Regions from separate parts of the Xenopus tropicalis genome. Here region 2 is linked to region 1. Evidence: chromatin contacts called from public Hi-C data. All regions are on one chromosome and are shown on one strand. Each heading gives the region's core, a stretch centred on a gene start, on an enhancer-like site or on the middle of the called end of the contact. The rest is flanking DNA. Distances are from core to core; before and after follow the strand shown.

Region 1 (4,552 bases), core at 1,058-3,557:
TTCAGCTTCTTTGTTCTTGTCTGTGGCCCCAGGGCAAGTGTGCATTCACAGAATAGTGGAAAGTCAAAAAAAGTCCTCTGCACTCACCAATTACCAATATATAGAGGACATTAAAGGAACAGTAACACCAAAAAATGAAAGAGCTTTAAAGTAATAAAAATATAATGCACTGTTGCCCTGCACTGGTAAAACTGGTGTGTTTGCTACAGTAACACTACTATAATTTATATAATAAGCTGCTGTGTAGCCACGGGGGCAGCCATTCAAGCTGGAAAAAAGGCACAGGTTACATAGCAGATAACAGATAAGTTCTGTAGAATACAATAGTGTTTTATCTGTTATCTGCTATGTGCCTTTTCTCCTTTGAATGGCTGCCTCCATGGCTACATAGCAGCTTATTTATATAAATTATAGTAGACTTTCTGAAGTAAACACACAACTTTACCAGTGCAGGGCAGCAGCACATTATATTTTAGTTACTTTTATTTTTTGGTGTTACTGTTCCTTTAAGACATTCTGTGCATTGAGCTACCAAAAATGCCCCCCCCCTTTAAGCAAAACAGGGATTGTTTGTCCATATATTGGAATATATCCAAGCTGGCCAACTAAGTCATCCCCTGTTTGGGCAATCCTACATTTACTGCCATCTGATTTATTAAATGAATTACAGTAAATGTAAGTAAATTACAATACACTGTTATCTTATAGTAACTTTCCTTTTGTAGTGCCTAGATCAGCAGCATTCTTAAGGTGGACATACACTGGTGAGGTTGCCAAGCGAGCAGATCTTCTCCAGATATGCCCACATCAATGAGCCGATGCAGTCTACACGGGCAGATAAGCTGCCAAATCGGTCTAAAGGACTGATATCAGCAGCTAAACTCAGCCTATGCATGGCCACCTTTAGTTACCATCCTTAGGTGCACCTACAAACCGATTTACAATGTGGAAGAGGAACATGTTCTGAGAGTTAAAATAAAATCTAAAATAAAAATGTTTGCAAACAAAGATCCGAACCCTCTGTGGGTTTTAGTCTTACACTTGTTCCCAGCGGTTGGCAGAAAACAACAGATGAATAGTATGGTCCTCAAGGTTACTCTTCTTCTCTAAATAGGAGCCAATCAGTCGTCCAATTTCAGTTGTTCTCTCTGTGAATTCAAACAACATTTTTATGCAACCATTGGCAGAAGCATTTTACACAAGTCAGAAATATACAACATAAAAATGGCCATGCCATGAAACCAACAGAAGTAGTGTGTGGAATAACGGAGGATAATGTGACAGAAGTGGATCCACAATTGAGGAGGGGCAAAAAGAATGAGGAATGGGGGTGAGGGGGACGCAAGGGTCTTGGAGTTGAGGGGACAATGCAGACCCAGCTCACACTAGCTATAGTCCTTGCTATAAGCTGCTAGTTCCAGGCATCATTAACTCTACTGACACATCCCCAAATCTGCCTAATCCCTAAAGGCATAGCTTCTGGAAAAATTTACCAGCTTTACCCGTCTACAGGTCTGGGATTAAACACAGACCCTGGCATTTCTAGTATAAAGAAGCCCAATAAATAGTGACTGACTATGGCATTTGCCAGAACCCACAGATCCGGGCCTACCTAAGATTCCCAAATAGCCCAGTTATAGCAGGTGCTGTGTGTGTATAGACTGTGCATATGTGGTACTGGTATGTATATGGAGGAGAGAAGCGCAAACATGCTTATACCCTTGTCACAATGTTTTGTATTGCTTTATGCACCCTACAATACGGTGAGTATACATGAGCCTGGTATAGTCTGTGACACTGTTGGTATGACTGACCAAAAGAATATTCTACTTCATAAAAGAAATTTATGAAGTACTTTATTAATATTTCCTGCCCTTTATTCACGTTTTGTTTGTAACTGGGCGCAGTAAAGGCAAGGGTAAGCTATATCCCAGGTACACGGGCAGCTTCTGTGCGCATCTCTCTCGCTGCTAATAGGGAACGGAGCTGCGCATCACGTGATGAGCCACATCCCCAGCGCTCACCTGGAAATCGCAGCCCCTCCGTCTTGTAACCCCGCTCTTTCAGTGCCTCGACCAGCCGTCGGGCCTGGGTGCTCTTCCCGGCTCTGTCTGCGCCTTCTAGCACAATTAAAGCACCTCGCAGGCCAGCCATGTCAAATGCCGGATATCGCGCAGGCAAAACACATTAATGTAAAATGCAGCTTATTCGCCTCACAATTCGCGCGCGTTCATAGCTCAGCCCTCTATGCACCCTAGCAGCCAATACAAACCCACGCATTGGCGCCACTCTATACAGCGAAATTAGATTTGCCTGATAGAGATCTAAACCAATTACATCTCACTGCCTCCCCTGGGGTATCCAATCGCGACTAGCGGAGCTTCATAGGTGGGCGGTTCTAAACAAGAGCCCAGGCTAGGAGCGTTCTAGAGCGGGGAGCTGTGAGTCATCAATATGAATGTGGTACATAGCCAACCCGCCACGCCGGAAGCGCGCCGCTCATGAATAATCCAACTAGCAGTTGAGCGGGACGGTGCTGGAGAAGGAAGAGGGTCGGAGTCCGGGAACATGGCGACGGCGATGTACCTAGAGCACTACCTGGATAGTGAGTACTGACTAGGGGGATAGGAGTGGGTAATGTACGGCGCGGTTTGGATGATAGGGAAGAAGCGCAATGATAAGTTCCCGAGCGTAAAATTAAAACTGCGTCACGAACTCGGGGACGCGCACGTAAAGGCCATGGTTTTGCGTCATGTTGCAGAACGTGCGCGCTTTGGGTTTCTCATTTTCCGTATATCGCAACAATAACTTTATTGACAACAAATGTTTAGGTTTATGTTGCGGTATGGTTGCTTGGGTAGCCGCCACCTTGCAGTGTATCAGAGATACCAACTGACTGTCTAGTATCAGAGATACCAACTGACTGTCTAGTATCAGAGATACCAACTGACTGTCTAGTATCAGAGATACCAACTGACTGTCTAGTATCAGAGATACCAACTGACTGTCTAGTATCAGAGATACCAACTGACTGACTAGTATCAGAGATACCAACTGACTGACTAGTATCAGAGATACCAACTGACTGACTAGTATCAGAGATACCAACTGACTGACTAGTATCAGAGATACCAACTGACTGACTAGTATCAGAGATACCAACTGACTGACTAGTATCAGAGATACCAACTGACTGACTAGTATCAGAGATACCAACTGACTGACTAGTATCAGAGATACCAACTGACTGACTAGTATCAGAGATACCAACTGACTGACTAGTATCAGAGATACCAACTGACTGACTAGTTATTAAAAAGCTGGCATCATGTGGCCCACCAGTGCAGAGTCCAGGCACTTACCTTTCATGGCATAAGAGGGGCAATTACAAGTTTTTTGTTTCCTGTTGAGGTGATAATGTAACATTGGCCCCAAAGTGCCATTGCCCTGAATAGGATACAAGCATGTAAGGTGTTAGCCTTGTATTCTCCATTACCTGCTAAACCAGTGGGGGCAGGACAATACCTTGGAAATGACAAAAATTGGCAAATGGACTGGAGGTGCCATTTCTTTTATTTTGTTTTTAAATTTCTTCATTTACATTTTGAGAATGGGGAAGTACAAAATATCCTTGCCATGGAGTACTGTAACATATAAACATGTTTGCCTTTATGCAATAGCATTAAATGTTACATTTTCAGGAGGAGGAAAGGTGTGATAGTTGCAGGGGGAGGTCAGAAAGAAAAGCAGTGGGCCTGAAAAAGCGAGCGCTGGCGTACTTGTTTCTGACCCCCGGGCCACTTTACGTTTAGAGCTGGTAATATAAAAATTTTGGTCAACAAAACTAAGTTGATTTTTGTTCTTTCCTACCCTATTCCAGACCAAACTGCTTCAGTTATAGCTAATATTGAAAACAGAAGGAAACTTATCAGTTTTAAAGGAACAGTAACACCAAATTTGAAAGTGTATAAAAGTAGTTACAATATAATGCGCTGTTGCCCTGTACTAGTACAACTGGTGTGTTTGCCTCAGAAAGACTTCTATAGTTTATATAAACAAAACTACTGTGTAGCCATGGGGGCAGCCATTCAAAGGAGAAAAGGCACAGGTTACTTAACCAATAACAGATACAGTCAAATTACAGTCTTCAGAGCTTATCTGTTATCTGCTATGTAACCTGGGCCTTTTCTCCCTTTTTCTAGTTTGATTGTCTGCCCCCAGTGCTACACAGCGGTTAACTTATATAAACTATAGTAGCATTTCTGTAGCAAACCCACCAGTTTTACCAGTGCAGGGCAACAGTACATTATATTTTAATTACTTTAAAGCACTTTAATTTTTTCGTGTTACTGTTCCTTTAAGGTCCTTGACATTTTACATATCACACTAAAGAAACTGAAGAAACCCATGCATATATTGGGAGAACAAGTTCCTTGCAGATAGTGCCCAGCTTGTGTACAAACTCAAGACTGCCCCTCTCCAAAGGTCCAGTTAACATTCCTGTGTTTTTGAAATGTAGAAAGAAACTGCAACACCCTGGATAAACTCACAC
Region 2 (4,178 bases), core at 1,037-3,536, 230 kb before region 1:
AGTTGCACCAACACACACAACTAACATGGGTTTAGCGCTAGTGCTCTTATCAATACAGAGCAAATCAGAAGTGACAAAATTCTCCCCCATGATGCAGAGGGAACACCATACGCTGCACAGGAGCACAATTTATTAAGCAGGCAATGACTGCATCCGCATTGGTAAATCTAGCACAAGCACCTCTCCCACTGACATCCATGAACACACAATACTGAATAAAAACAGGACTATTAACAAAATGTAAGTGACTAACACAAAAGAACCACTGGTGCCTCTGTAGCCCCAATAACATAAACCCCAGTGCTTTTTAAAGACCACACGTTTATTTTTTTGACTAAAGCTCCAACATGTGATGCTGAATTGCCACCATTCACGGACAGTCTTAGCCCAAAATCTATAGCTCAACGCAGATAGTTAGAAATAGGACCCTGACATAACACATGGGAAAGCACTATTTCCCTGTCACTCATACAAATGAAATATCTTATGTAAGGCATCTCTGTGGGTATCAGACTGACACATGCGCTCTTTTAACCTCATCTCACACAAAGCGCAGTAAGAAAGAGCACAAGCATGTCCAGCACAAAGCTTTCTCTATAGCGCCCAGCTCTGCTCAGTCCCTTGGTGCAATACTTACATCTCCCTGGCTCCAGCAATGACAGACAGCCTCCTTCCTCAAAGCTACATCTCACTCATCCCCAGCTGCTTCACAGCGCTTATGTCATATTCATCTCAGAGCTCGACTCCAGTTTAGCGGAAAAGGCGGGACTACAGGTTTAAACATACCAACCAATCCGGTGTCCGCATCTACGTGACTGGTGGGGATAACACCCAATCATCCTCAGATCCGTGTTGTCTGGAGGCGTTTACGCCTTCCTGTTACCCAGAAAAGAGCGGGCCAGCAGTTGCTAAGGACGCTGTTTGTTTCCACAATATTGATTTGCCAGGAGAGTGTCCGAGTGGATTATCAGTCCGCGTTGCTTATGAGTTGAACTGCAGTACCCAGTATCTACCTTCGGACATTTTCAGGGACGGGATAGCTGGGGCTACACCCTCACGGCTGCATGGCTGATATACGTATAGACAAATACAGTTACTGGCTGATTAATGCGTTGTGGTTTTTTTGTTTTAAGCAGGGTTTGTCGGTCCCTTTCTGCTCTGCGTGAATCTTGAAAGGTAGCAGAAGTCGGCTCACTACCCAGGCTCCTGGATGCCCCCCCCCCCCCCCGCGGCTTTTTGCCTCCCCTGGTAACTGGGGCGCTTCTGCCCCGAGTTTCTCAACTCGCCTAATGGCAGAAGCGCCCCTGTCACTACCCAGCCAAGGCATGCCTGTTAATTAACTGGCTTCTGCAACATTTCGAAGTTTAAAACGTCAAAACTACCAGTGCAAAGAATAGCAACTGTCTCCAAAACCAATAACATACAACTAAAGAACAAAGTCAGAATTAAAGCAATGTGACCACCTGCCACTTTTACACCATAGTGAAGGCCCATGTGGGATGAAACGTGTTGGGCTATTTACAATTAGATTTTCATTCATCTGTGGTCCTCTTCCTTTTATACTTTTTGTTTTACATCCATAAAGTTGCCTCATTATGCTTTAGCAACAAAAAAAGCAAATGGCACTCAGGACTACAAACAAGGGTAAAACCCTTTTAAAAGTTTTATTGCAGAGGTGCAACGTCACATTGCCCCGAAACGTTGCACCTCCGCAATAAAACTTTTAAAAGGGTTTTACCCTTGTTTGTAGTCCTGAGTGCCATTTGCTTTTTTTGTTGCTACAGTGTATTTGGAGGGTGCCGATCCCTCTAGCAGTGTGCACCAGACAAAATAATTTTTTGGAGTGTTAGGGTGTGCGGATAAGGTCTCTGTGGTTCATTATGCTTTAGGACATAGGTCCCCAACCTTTTTTACCTGTGAGCTACATTCAAATGTAAAAAAAAGTAGGGGAGCAACACAAGCATGGAAAAAGTTCCAGGGGTTGCTTAATAAGGCCTGCGATTGGCTATTTGGTAGCCCCTATTTGGCCTGGAAGCCTACATGAGGCTCTGTTTGGCAGTTCATCTGAGTTTTATGCCACCAAAACTTGCCTCCAAGCCAGGAATTTAAAAATAAGCACCTGCTTTGAGGCCACTGGGAGCAACATGTTGCTCACGGGCCAATGGTTAGGGATCACTGCTTTAGCGCATGGGCCTTTTGCCAATAATTACCACCTACCAACCATAGATAGCATACTTGATGTAAATGCCTGGCTCCAGTTCGGAAAACAGTTTTAGAATCTTTTTCTGATAACTAAAGAAGAGAGAATAGATAATTAGAACTGATGCCTGCATAAAATCACTGGAATTTTAGAATTAAATGCAGCTAATAGTCATTATCTGTTTTACAGCCAAAAAGTGGTTACATACGCTGATGAGAGGAGGCTATACTGTACATACTTGCTTTTGATGTAGCACCCCCTTGAGGGGGAACATATATAAAAAACAAGAGGCTTTAGGATGTGTGCTTTTATATAGTCATGGAATCGAATTACAAGGACAGGTAAAGGAGCCATCAGAGCTAGGGCAGCACCAGTGAGCCGATGGAAAAATCAAACCTGCTCGATTGACACCTGACCAATTTTCTGCCAGATATTGGTTGGGGAGGCCAATCAGGGATCACCATATATGGGCAGAAAAGCTGCCGAATCAGTCTGAAGAACTTGAATTGGCAGCTTGAATCTACATTTATAATATCCTTATATTTTACAGTAAAGGGTGCATTATTAAATATATATTGCTTAAAGGCTATCAGACATACATCCATTATACTCACAGGGGCTCATTTAACAACATGGGGCAGATTTACATCTGAACAGTAACACATAGCAACCATTCAATGATTAGCTTTTTCTTTCAGTTGGCTGCAGGTAGACCAATAACAGCAACAATTTGATTTGCAGCAATGGGTTACTGCCCAGGAGCAAGTTTGCAGTGTTGGTAAATGTTAGATAAATATCTTATAACCCTTTATAACCATCACCTCCAGCCACCCCCTGGAGACTCTGTAATGGAAGCACTCAGGAAGCACTAGTCAAACGCTCACTTACATCAAACATTGTATATGAGGTTACAGGATGGGCAATCTGTCTCCTAGAGCAAACACAGCATGTACCTACGTTGTACAGCGGCAGCGCTCTATGAATAGCCGTACAGCCTAGCAACCCAAGCGCACCTACTCAAGGGATGCGGAGTCTCCAACCCTACCCTGATTGGCTGGGCGTTTCCTTTCGCCGCTACTGATTGGTTCTACTTTATGCTTCCGGAAAGTAGAGGAAGAAGAAATAATGGCGGATGAAGAAGGCGAGACTGAAGTGCAAGAGATGGAAGGTAGGATTCCCAGTACTGTTCCTCTCCTTGTGTTCTCAGTGTTCCTAATGGGCTAATACACCATGCACTGCGTTTCCATATTAGCCATGTAAGTGTTATGTTCGGCAAAGTAGGGGTGACTGAGGCGGGGGATCTCAGGTGAATAGGGAATGGTTGCCTAAGCTCGGGGTGACAGCCCTGAAGGAGTCCTAAGTATGACTAGTTCTCTCCTCCGTGTCTTGTAGCCAAGAAAGGGTTAACGCTGGGCATGTCAGGAAGGGCCGATGTGTAGGATGTGGTGGAACGCAGAGGGGCCCCTTGGCTCGATCAGTGGCTGGCACTGTCACACACACCGGGGGGGGGGGGGGGGGGGTTAGGGGGAGAGCCAGGGACACATGAGCCATATGCATAGTTACGTTACCAAATAATTTTTAAAAATCATGGCTACTCCTAATAAACATAACACCTACCTATCATGCAGGATTCTCACATGACGTGGTAACCTTCTCTACATGGAAGGAGTGTGATAATTCCATAAAGCAGATAGTATAGTGTCTTGGCATGTAAGCAGGAACTGCCATTGCACCCAAGCCAGTGTGGGTACAGATTTCTTTTGCACAAATAGTGTAAAGATTTTTACACATCAGTTGTCAGTCACGTGCTGTTGAAAAGGAGTCGCGTCATTCAAAGTCAATTTCCCCTTTAAATGCAACATTAGCTTTCTGGACATAAATTCTTAAGGTAAACATTTGCAACTTTGTTGACTGCCGGCATGGGGTAAGACTACAGTCTTTTGCAGTGGACAGAAGAGAATCTGATGAGTCTGCTGAT

The links. A called contact is a pair of places that touch in the nucleus more often than the background predicts.
Region 2: a contact with region 1 is called in a Hi-C map of neurula embryo, with 2.2 times the contacts expected there. The contact joins the promoter of pask here to the promoter of dtymk in region 1. A contact is called at or near these places in 2 of 5 Hi-C or Micro-C datasets (brain and neurula embryo).

The regions. Positions count from the first base shown.
Region 1 is chr5:125,718,078-125,722,629 of UCB_Xtro_10.0, reverse strand. dtymk (deoxythymidylate kinase) reads right to left here and starts at 2,307. Exons shown (of 5, transcript NM_001006833.1): 1 at 2,025-2,307; 2 at 1,040-1,148. The coding sequence starts at 2,154. It overlaps ing5 (inhibitor of growth family member 5), which reads left to right and starts at 2,504. Exons shown (of 8, transcript NM_203536.1): 1 at 2,504-2,605. The coding sequence starts at 2,569.
Region 2 is chr5:125,952,117-125,956,294 of UCB_Xtro_10.0, reverse strand. It overlaps pask (PAS domain-containing serine/threonine-protein kinase), which reads right to left and starts at 2,286. Exons shown (of 18, transcript XM_031902547.1): 1 at 2,218-2,286. The coding sequence starts at 2,233. It overlaps ppp1r7 (protein phosphatase 1 regulatory subunit 7), which reads left to right and starts at 3,320. Exons shown (of 10, transcript NM_001006730.1): 1 at 3,320-3,368; 2 at 4,147-4,178. The coding sequence starts at 3,326.